Linked DNA regions of Hordeum vulgare: region 1 is linked to region 2. The links are chromatin contacts, called in public Hi-C maps. All regions are on one chromosome and are shown on one strand. The core of a region is the stretch at or near the end of the contact, and the rest is flanking DNA. Distances in the headings are between cores, read along the strand shown.

Region 1 (5,550 bases), core at 1,067-3,566, 930 kb after region 2:
GGGGGGGGGGGGGTTGTTGGTTTGTGGGCCATAGGTAGCTCCCCTCCAGTGGTTCTTCGCTTCAGTACTGCTTATTTCCTTCATAAAAAATATTAAAAAAATTCGGGCGATTTTGAGAACTTTCATTTTGTGCACAAAAACAACACCATGGTAATTATGCTAAAAACAATGTCAGTCTAAGTTAGTTCTAAGTAAATCATATAAAGTGCATCAAAACCATAAAAGAGTATTGTAAACATAGGCAAACATGGCATGAATACTCCTAATTCCGAAGTGACGTTTGATAGGGCAGAAGGTTATCCTCTAGTGTCACGGAGTTGTATGATCTCATGGTCTTAAGAACAAATACTTTATATGAAGAAATCAGTAGCAATAAACTAAGTGATATGATTAAATGTTGTGCTTACAATTGAGTCTTGTCCATCACATCATTCTCCTAATGATGTGATCCCGTTATCAAATGACAACTCATAAAAATGGTTAGGGAACCTTAACCATCTTTGATCAACGAACTAGTCTAGTAGAGTCTTACTAGGGACACAATGTTGTTTACGTATCCACACATCTATCTAAGTTTCCGGTCAATACAATTCTAGCATGGATAATAAACATTTATCATGAATAGGAAAATATGATAATAACCAATTTATCATTGCCTCCAGGGCATATTTCCAACACCTCGGCGTGAATAAGATGGAAACTCACGAAGACTTTGCGTGCACCTCAACGAGTGTTTCAGCAGTCGATAAGTTTATCCCTAGACGACAACCGACCATACGTGTAACCTAGGTACCCCGGTGTGTATATAACTAGAGGGTTTTAGACTTCAGAGGCACGAATACCAACTTTAGGGTTTAGAACACAATCTTTCAATCTCAAGGTAGATCAACATGTACTTTGCACCCCATCAAATCATTACAGTTAAAGCATGACATATGGTTTTACCCCTTCGAGAGGGCCCGAACCTGGGTAAAACATTGTCCCTATTATCTCATATTCAACATCGTTCCCACATCGCCACCTTGGGACCCCCTACTCAAGATCCCCCGGTTTTAGCACCGACACACACACACACACACACACACACACACACACACACACACATATATATATATGTATGTATATATATATATATATATATATATATATATATATATATATATATATAAGTGTTCACAAAGACCCTAATCAAACAAGCGAGAAAGCTTAACTAGATATCACATAATGGCAAGCAGTGCATTGTGTTTCAGTTATCTCTTATTTTAGTAAAGAGATTGATTTTCCAATTTGGCAAGTATTTAATCAATATAGCAACAATATTTACAAAAGAATCTAAATTTGAATTAGGATAACAAGCCCCCACTTTCTAAGATAACCTCACTAGTGGTCGAGTAAGGCATATAAAATACGTAAAAGTCTCTCGTGAAGAAACATATGGTTGGTTGTTAGAGATGACACAATCAATAGTTAAAGAACATAAGAACCAACATATTTGTATTTTAGATCTAAGCTTATTATCAAAGTTTACATTTATTTTTTGGAAACAAATGCGATATACAAATTTTCTATCAAAAGAAACGATGCAACATGTTTAAACACTCTACTATAGATTTTTGCCCACAAGCTTACTTCAACCTAATGGCTTGCAAAGGCAAGGTGATACGTACAAAGTAAGTAGTTTGTTATGCATTATCCCGTGGGAATCCTTCACCATGTGACATGAACTTGTTTGGGATTACTCCATCACATGATGCATCGTGGAGGTGCCGTAAAGTATGAGCGACAAAATCCTCTAAAATTCACAAGATATGCTAACACGAAAGAGAAAGAAGACATGACGTGAATGAAAAGCGTGTACAAAAGAAACATGACCTCCATGACGATGGCTTTGGGCATGTAGTTGATGATCTACGGAGATGTCAAAATCACAACTCTTTAACATTTGCCGAGTATGTTGTACTAAGATAAAAAACACACTCTATGTAAGAAAATGTTTAATTTATTGGTAATAAGCATACCACAGTTAAAAATGTCACAAACAAGGATATGTATGCATTTAGTCGGTTGATTTTTTCTTCGGTTGAATTTCTTTATGCCTAAAATTGATTTATGTTTAGTTATATAAAAAATAGTAACCTAAATATTTTTAGAAAGTAAAAAAAATGACTTAGTCATAAAGAGTTCAAAACTAATCGATTTTTTACCTCCCTAAAAAAACCGATTATAACAGAAGCACATCTCAAACATCCGGAAAGCAAAAATGCCTGCCCCACGACCCCATTAGCTCGACCACATCACTAGGCACATCCAACGGCCCAACTATCCTCTCTCCCGCCGCACTGTGCGCACTGAATCCCATTCGCTAACGGAAGAGTGGAAAGCAAACAAGCCATCACCAAACCCCAGCCCCGACGGCCCACCTCGCCATCTCCGGCGATCGCCGTCGCTGCCCTGGCCTTGATCCTAACCCCTACCCTGCCCCTATTACCACCCGTGGCGCTCGTACTCTGATGCTTCCCACCCCATGGCCCACCACATTCCCCTTCCCCTTCGTCGCCGCCTCCACCACCTCTTCCTCCTTGCCCTCCTCGCCGTCGCATCAGGTAACCCTAGCCCCGGGGTGTACGATCGGGGGGCCGAGGAAGCGGAGGCGTATTCGATCCTGACATTCCACGACTACACGCCGCCGCCTCCCCCAGCGCTGCCGCCCCCGCCGGCCGCCCCGCCGGCGACCTGCGCCGGCGACCTCGGTGGCGAGGGCGACCTTGACACGCGCTGCGTAGTCCCCGCTTCCGTGCGGCTCGAGGGAGGCGGCGTCTTCATCAGCGGAAATGGCAGCCTCCAGCTCCTCGACGGCGTCTCTGTCACCTGCCAGAGGCCAGGTTGCGTTGTCTCCGCCAATTTGTCTGGTGATATCCGCTTCGGCCATGGCGCCCGTGTGGTAGCCGGATGGGTCTCTCTCGCGGCCACCAACATCACTCTTGGCACCGACGCCGTCATCGACACCACTGCGCTTGCCGGCAACCCGCCGGATAAGACCAGTGGCGTACCCACCGGGACATATGGAGATGGTGGTGGGCATGGTGGCCGTGGCGCAAGCTGCTACGTCAATAAGGGTCAAGCGCAGGAGGACTCGTGGGGTGGCGATACCTATGCGTGGTCTGAGCTCAAGACCCCGAATAGCTATGGGAGCAAAGGTGGGTCTACTAGCGTCGAGAAGGATTATGGTGGTGGGGGTGGCGGAGTAGTGTGGTTGTTTGCAGATGAAATTGTCATGAATGGAACAGTTATTGCAAATGGCGGTGATGGTGGCACCAATGGTGGGGGTGGCTCTGGGGGAAGCATCTATCTTAAGGCTGCAACTATGTGAGTATTTTTGCAATGATTTTGGTGTAATTTTTTAGAAAGATTTTGATAAATATCTGCACTTTATAGTGTGCATACGCACCTGATTTTGGAACAATTGAGAATTTAATTCAATAGTGAATTGCACTCAATGCAATCTCACTATCTCTAGTTTAGGAACAGTGTTTTGATCTGCTTAGAATATGAAGAGGGAGTGATAGTATACATTCATAGTATCATCCTCTGCTATAAATACAGGGCCCTTCATATGTACATTCCTCAAACTTATTAGTATATACTACTCCCTCTGTCCCAAAATAACTGTCTAAAATTTTGACTAGATCTAGTACAAAATTTTATTAAGCTTAAGACACTTATTTTGGGACGGAGGGAGTATGTTTTTAAGAATTTCAACTCATGCTTATCTAGAGTCTGTTTCTAAAAACACAATTAATTGATGATGATGTAGAATTCCATTTTACTCAAATATGTTGGTTATAGGCCATTGGTAATTCAGTTGACCCTATCTAATATTTTCTTCGAACAGGCAAGGCGGTGGCAAAATAAGTGCCTGTGGAGGCAATGGTTTGTCTGGGGGAGGTGGAGGACGTGTTTCTATTGATGTTTTCAGTAGGCATGATGACACCCATTTTTTTGTTCATGGTAATCCAATACGGGCTTCCAGTTGGATCGTTGCATTGCTGTTCTAGCTGTTGGGCTGCATGGAGTTATTTTTTCTTATAACATGCCATATTCATACTATTCACACTTTTTTCTGGTAGAGTTGAATTTGTTTTCTGGTCTTCACAATTGTTCGGGCTAAATGTCAATCAAGGTGCAAAAGAATGTTGATTTGGTTTATGGATGCTATTTTGTTTAGGTTTGGAGAGGCATTGCATAGGGTTTAGTTATTGTAATATGTGGCCTACTTTGGGAACTTTTTACATTATTATTCTATCTGAGCAACTAAGCATACTACTTCAAACTAACCTTTCAATGGAAAAAATCAACTTGGTTGCAAAGTTTGCCCAGATCTCCCCTGAGCCTGAATTTTCAATGAGTATAACTTCTTCTGCTCAAATTTAGGTTCTGGACTTGGGGTTAAACATCATGAATCTTATTGACCAGAACCACTAGTTTTTCCGATTAACCTATTAGAAAGTGGTACTTGTGTCGTGGAAGAGGGTAGCTTCAGTTCCTGATATGCTTCAAAAAATTCTGAGAGAGAATGACAAAATGATCTACTCGACTTCTCATTCTCATTTTTTTTCACACTGGCAAATTGTGAAGTTAAACTACATGGTCGGACCTAGGTTAGGTAGTGAACTTTATCATGCTGGTCCAGAGTTTTGACCCTCTAATTTGACAAAGTATCTTATGTTGGAATCTGCTGTAATTTGCTAAATACCAAACAAACTGGTCAATTTAATAATAGCACCCTACCTTTTGGTTGTTGAAGTGTATATGTGGATTGCCAGTTCAGACTTTTGGTTGCATTGGCTAGTGCATGAAACTTAACATTGCTCATATTTTGTAAGGTCACTCATTATAAAAGGACTAGCTATTGAGTGAGGATTTTAAAAAATTCAAAAATGACTCTCTAAGTTTCAAAAAATTCTGAAAATAAATATGCAAGTACTTATACATGTATAATAGATGTGTGTTCATTGTAAAAGGACTAGCTATCGAGTGAGGATTTTCAAAAATTCAAAAACGACTCTCTAAGTTTCAAAAAATTCTGAAAATAAGTATGCAAGTACTTATATATGTATAATAGATGTGTGTAAAATTTCATTATGAAATTCGTATTGATGTGAGCTGTAAAAAACCCCATCTACTTTTATAGTGAATAGTACATGTGCTAGAAATACATGATTTTTTATTTTTGTAGAGCTCGCATCAAAATTTATTCCGCCTTGAAACTTTACAGACAAGTAGTATACACCATAGGTATGTGTGTATTTTTTTCAGAATCTTTTGAAACCTAAAAGAATATTTTTGAAATTTTAAAATTTCGGGCTCCATGGAGCTCAAGCTCCATCAGCAATTTCTGCTAGCTATCAATATTTGTATTATTGACTGTGTAGTTATTAGATGGAAATGGCCCAGTTTGCACAAGCTTATTGACATACTTTTTGTTGGTGTTTGACCTATTTTACGTTTAAGGGGGGAGGAGTTCAGGATGTCCGGGCAATGCAGGAGCAG
Region 2 (5,536 bases), core at 2,334-4,833:
TTGAAGATATCCAAAATGTTGCCTAATAAACTTGGATGGATGGAGTAGCTTTTATTGGCATAATACCAGCCATTTATAACTTATCCTATGTGATTAAATGTCTGTTTGGACGGAGGCTAAAAGGCGCCAAAAATATATTCTTAGTGAGCATTTCAAGTTCACACTTAATCTATCTACTGCACAAATACACAATGTTTTCCTAAACTCCCAAAAATGTGCACAATGTTTCGTCTCTTTTGTTCGTTTAGGCTTTGATCAGACACTTGTATCTGTTTTGTTTGTGACATTGATTGACTAAGTGTAAGTAATGTGTCAGCCTCATCGTCCAATGTCAAGCTCGGTCAAGTGCAAATGTGCGCTTAGTCCCACCACAAAGGCGACCCACCTACATGCACACATGACAGAATACTGGCTCCACCCACTATTGTCGAACTCCTTAAAGCACATTGCTATGTCTAATTTATAATTGTTAAAACATGCCACTAAGGGCATCTCAAGGCTATCACAAAAAATCTCCCTACTTGTTTGTCCTTCCTCCGCCCTATTTTTTTCACCAAGTCGAATTTCATCAATGTTCAAACAATTGGAAGATAAATTGTGCACAAACAATTCTTGCATAGCATGCAACGCATTTAGTGAAACCACAACGCCGCATCGGCATCCTAGTCGTCAGCCTTGACATACATGACCTTGGACTCCTCGCACACCATCTGAACGGCAAGCCTCTTCTCCTCAATGTCAACCTTCTTTGCTTGCATCTCTATGAACTCTTTAAACCTCTCCTCCTTCTTTACCTCCTTGAGCTCATTGTGTTTGGCACTTGCCACCTTGTTCTTGTCCATGATGTCTGTTACACTATATGTGGATTGCCTAGCCCTTTCCATCAGTTCGGACTTTTGGTTGCGTTGGCTAGTGCATGAAGCTTAACATGGTATCAGAGCTAAGGTTTTGAGTTCAAGTCCTGGCTTTCGCAATTTATTAAAAATTGTTGGCAGCCCCCCTTTGTGTCCACGTAGAGGCCTCTTCAGTCATACGTGAGCTTCGCGCGCCGTCGCTCTCTTCCGGTTGCACGTGTTGACTTGTCTTCCCTGTCACACGTGAGAGGGGGTGTTACACTATATGTGGATTGCCTAGCCCTTTCCATCAGTTCGGACTTTGGTTGCGTTGGCTAGTGCATGAAACTTAACAATGTCCTCCCACTTATCCAACATTTTATTAGCCGCCCGATTGCACTTTGCCCTCTCGGTCTCCCACTTCTTCCCCCCTCGACCTCGGTACAAGGGGTGCCAGTGCAAGTCCCCCTTGAACTCCACCGCTTGTTTCATCAACTTCATCCATTTGGGAGGTTGCGCCACTTTTGGCGTTGGCGTCTTTGAGTAAATTGGCCAAGTCACTCCATTCGATTTGGCCAGTCAATTTGATCCAACAATGATGAATCGTGAATGGCTTACCCTCGATTTTCTTGTACAATGTCGCCGCAAGGCCGGCTAGAAAAGCAAATGAATCACGTGATGAAAAATATTGCAACATAGGGCAAATAAATCATATGATCAACTTTGTGGGAAGCAAAACTTACGAGCTCAACGGTACCCATGCCACTTGGTGCACTGTTCTTGATTTGGGCATATGCACCACAATACTTGTTCAACGATGATTGAAGGAGTTCTCACTCTAATCACCGATTTTTGCCACATGATACAGCGGGTAGTTCTTCATGTCATGAAAGAAATCATGCACCTTCCTCAATAAGGTCGCACCCCTTTGCTCGGTACCTTCCTAAAACACGTCGCATCCCTTTGCTCAACACCGGCGAATGGATCAACGCTTGTGCCCAACCAAGCCAAGCAAAACAGCTTGTCCTCCTTGGTGGTGTATACAACTCCTCTATTCACTTTCTTTACTTCCATCTTGGCACTAGCGAGTACTGTTTTTCCACCCCCTCCATTCGTTTGACCATCGTTGATCATGGACATCATCACCTCTTTGGCCGCCGTTGAGCTTACGCGGGGGAGGTCCGGTGAACAGGGTGCAGCGCCTGCAGAGAAGCTATCCTCCGGTGGTGTATGTTGTCGGATGAGCCGCAATGACTCGATGTACTGATGTTGACGTTGACGATGAACGGGAGATGGGAGTGGGTGGAGGCAGGGGGCAATGTGTGTGCAGGCACACACGGCACAGCGGCGTAGCTTGCAAGAGGAGCTCATGCTCACACCGCCTCACTGGCCCCTCGCGCCTTCTCTCTCGCCCGGCACTCTTGCCGCTTGATACTCTTCGGATTTGGCCGACATGGGCCCTTCCGAGGGCAGCACCTCGAAGATGTTGGACAGGGCCGAGTGGCGACCTCAGGGTTGGGTGTGGAAAGATAGTGTGGGGTGTGGACGGGGAAGGGACTGGTTAGGGTTTTTGGCATGGGTTCGGGTGTCGGATCTGACGTGGCAGACGTCCAGACTCTCCTACTCCGCCCCTTGATTTGGGGCCAGACTAGGAGATTCCATAGTCCAGCTCAAAATGGGTGCCCGCTAAACGTGTCTGGACCGGACAGGTCGGACATTTGGGGCCGGAATGGGTGCCCGACTTGGAGATGACCTAAAACCCAACTTACAGCATGTCTGCGCATGCCTGAACAGGCAGACCGCCCCCAAAAAGTACAAAAGACAGCACTAGTGAGCATGGAGCAAAAAACTCAGGTCTACACGCTGCAAGCACCAATATGTCAAGACCAATTCTCCACATAAGCAATCAGACAACACAAGCCCCTGTTTTCTTCCAGCTACAATCCAAGAACCGCATTTGACAAAGGATGCTCAGCTCAACGGGGGAGCAGTGAGCAACAACTCAATCCACTTAACAGATAGTGTCAACCATCCAACATCCCTCAGGGAATCAGCTCGCCCCAACCTACACTAAAATTGCACAACCCAAAGTACAAAGATAGCTCACAGTATAATCTACCCTAAAAGTCGCCGAATTAGTAATTACCAGCTAGACATGCAGCGGAAACTACCGAGGATAAAATTATAAAGCCCCGAATCGCTGAGATGAGATATCCCCAACCCCTCGATCATCCCGACCCCCCGAGATCCAGGTACACCCGCACGCGGCCGAATAAAAATAATCGGGAGTTTCGGGACGGGGATGGGAAGCCGGTGGTACCTCTCGTTGCGCTCCCGAAGGTTCTTCATGCGCTCGCGGTAGTCGTTCTCGATGATCTTCTTCGCAGCGGCGACGCGCTCCATGGTGCGGCTGGACCCCACCGCCTCCTCCGCCAGCGGCTGGCTCCGGCCACCGCGCGCCGCCGTCTCGCTCTCCATGCTAACGCGCACGCCCGCGGCCCCGCGACTGGGCTCTGCTTCTCGCTGTCACGAACTCGAAATTCTTTTAAAATTGTTTTCTCTCTTGGTAGTGCTAGTATGGCTTCGCCGACGCGGCTGTTTCTTGTTTGGTTAGTTTGAGGTTAGAGTTGAATAGCCTCGTCTTTTTTAGTGGAGGACTACAGGCTGGAGACAGCTTTTCTTTCCTTCTGATAATAATAAAACAGGCTGGAGACAGCTAATGAGTAAATGGAGCACACCGAGCTCTATGGCAATTTTACACCATTGATTCGGAAGAAAAGGCAATTTTGCAGGATACTATCCCTACCTTTTCTTTTCCTGAAACACGATACCCCTTTTATTTTATTTCAGTTTTACTTTAATATTTTTTTGACAGCAAATAGACTTTATTTCTACATATCGTTTACAAGTATAGGGGAGAAATAAAGTCACGGATCTCAAGACCCAGAAAGTCTAGTACTCCCTCCTGTCCTTTTTACTCCGCGTATTAGATTTCGGTCAAGTCAAACTTTGCAAAGTTTGACCAAATTTATATTAAAAAATATCAATATCTACAATACCAAATATATATATTATGAAACTACATTTCGTAAAGAATCTAAGAATGTTGATTTGACATGGTGAATGTTCGTAATTTTTTTTCTATAAGTTTGGTCAAAGTAGAGATACTTTGACTTTGGACAAAACTTATATGCAGACTAAAAAGGACAGGAGGGAGTACTTAGTGAAGGAATGTTTTGCTAATTCATCTACCACCTGGTTGCACTCTCTATAACAATGTTTTTTTCTTTGCGAGGAGAAAAGAGTTTTATCTCATATTAAAAGAGTTACAATTAAGAGACAAAAGATCCTTAATATATGGTGGTCCTACATGCATCCACACAGCTCTGATACACTCTATACGACTATAATGTGTCAACCGATCGGCAACTCTATTTTGATCCCTAGCTAACTTTTGAGAAATAAATTGTTATCTCTCCTCAAATCCTTAATTTCAGCCACAAGATGATCATAGGCAGAACGATCAAGTCCATTCCCTCGTAGACAAGATAAGGCCTCATTTGAATCAAATAGCCTCTTTGCAACAATGTTTGAAACACATGGATTAAAAAAATATTATAAGCTGCTTTTATTCATTGACGATTGCCACGGTCGGTCCTAAATATTTCTCGGTCTGATTCATCGTGTCAACGGTAAAGGAGCAATTTGATTTGAATTCTACCTTAGTACATTCAAGATGGTCAGCCAAGTATAATCCGTTCGTGATGGCAGTTAGCTCAGCAGAGTCCACCTCATTTATGGTTTCCAAAAACCAGCTTGTTGCACCAATAAAACCTTCTCGGTCATCACGAGCCACAGCACACGCGCACATGAGAGTGTTTTATATCGGAACAAGGCATCGACGTTTATTTTCACCGTCCCATACATCATTTTCGACCACATGTGATCACTCTTCCTCTATGGACCTTTGAGACTAGTTGATCTCAAGTAGTTCATCACCAAAACCTTGATAGCTAGTGCTTCTCCGAGACTAAACAATATTTTTCTTAACTATTAGGCGGTGCTGCCACCATATATACCATGTCGCTGCCACTGCTAATTCCGTCATTAACAAATCTGCAACACTCCCTTGAAGTTTTAATAGGATCTCCATTGTAATGAACCCCGATCTATCCTCAACGGCCGCTTTCTATATTACTTACAGAAGTTCCAGTTGCGCCCACACTTCTGAAAATTGTTAATATTTAAATAAGTAGTGCAGGATATCCTCCACCCCAATAAAGCAGACCGGGCATTGAGGTGAGCATGGTATGTGCATGTTCGCTAGTACACCATAGCACGGGAGGGTGTCATGAAAAACCTTCCAAGCAAAGTGTTTTATCTTTCCTCGTATTTTAAGTTTCCACATATCTTTCCAAGCTACGTTAGGGCTTGTTCGGTTAGGCAGAGTTTGAAGAGGTTTGATGGGGATTGAAGGGGATCAAATCCCTTGGAAGTCAAAATCCCCCTCAAATCTCGCCAATCCCCTTCAATCCTATGGTGAGGGAATTAACCGAACATGGCCTTAATGACTTTAGAACCTTGGACGTCCACATATGCTATACGAGCCCCATGCTGGTGCTCAAACTCCTTATGATAAGATGACCTCACCAAAAAAGTGCCACATCTTGTGTGCTTCGAGGCTATAAAATCTTCCGTCAAGT

The links. Hi-C and Micro-C count contacts between places; a contact is called where the count stands out from the background.
Region 1: a Hi-C map of leaf shows a contact between it and region 2, with 6 times the contacts expected there. The contact joins the promoter of LOC123427196 here to the promoter of LOC123427165 in region 2. A contact is called at or near these places in 2 of 6 Hi-C or Micro-C datasets (both in leaf).

Annotation. Positions count from the first base shown.
Region 1 is chr1H:137,994,510-138,000,059 of MorexV3_pseudomolecules_assembly, forward strand. LOC123427196 reads left to right here and starts at 2,317. Exons shown (of 22, transcript XM_045111191.1): 1 at 2,317-3,366; 2 at 3,893-4,008; 3 at 5,512-5,550. The coding sequence starts at 2,525.
Region 2 is chr1H:137,064,750-137,070,285 of MorexV3_pseudomolecules_assembly, forward strand. LOC123427165 (serine/threonine-protein kinase 38-like) reads right to left here and starts at 3,584. Exons shown (of 13, transcript XM_045111140.1): 1 at 3,154-3,584. The coding sequence starts at 3,311.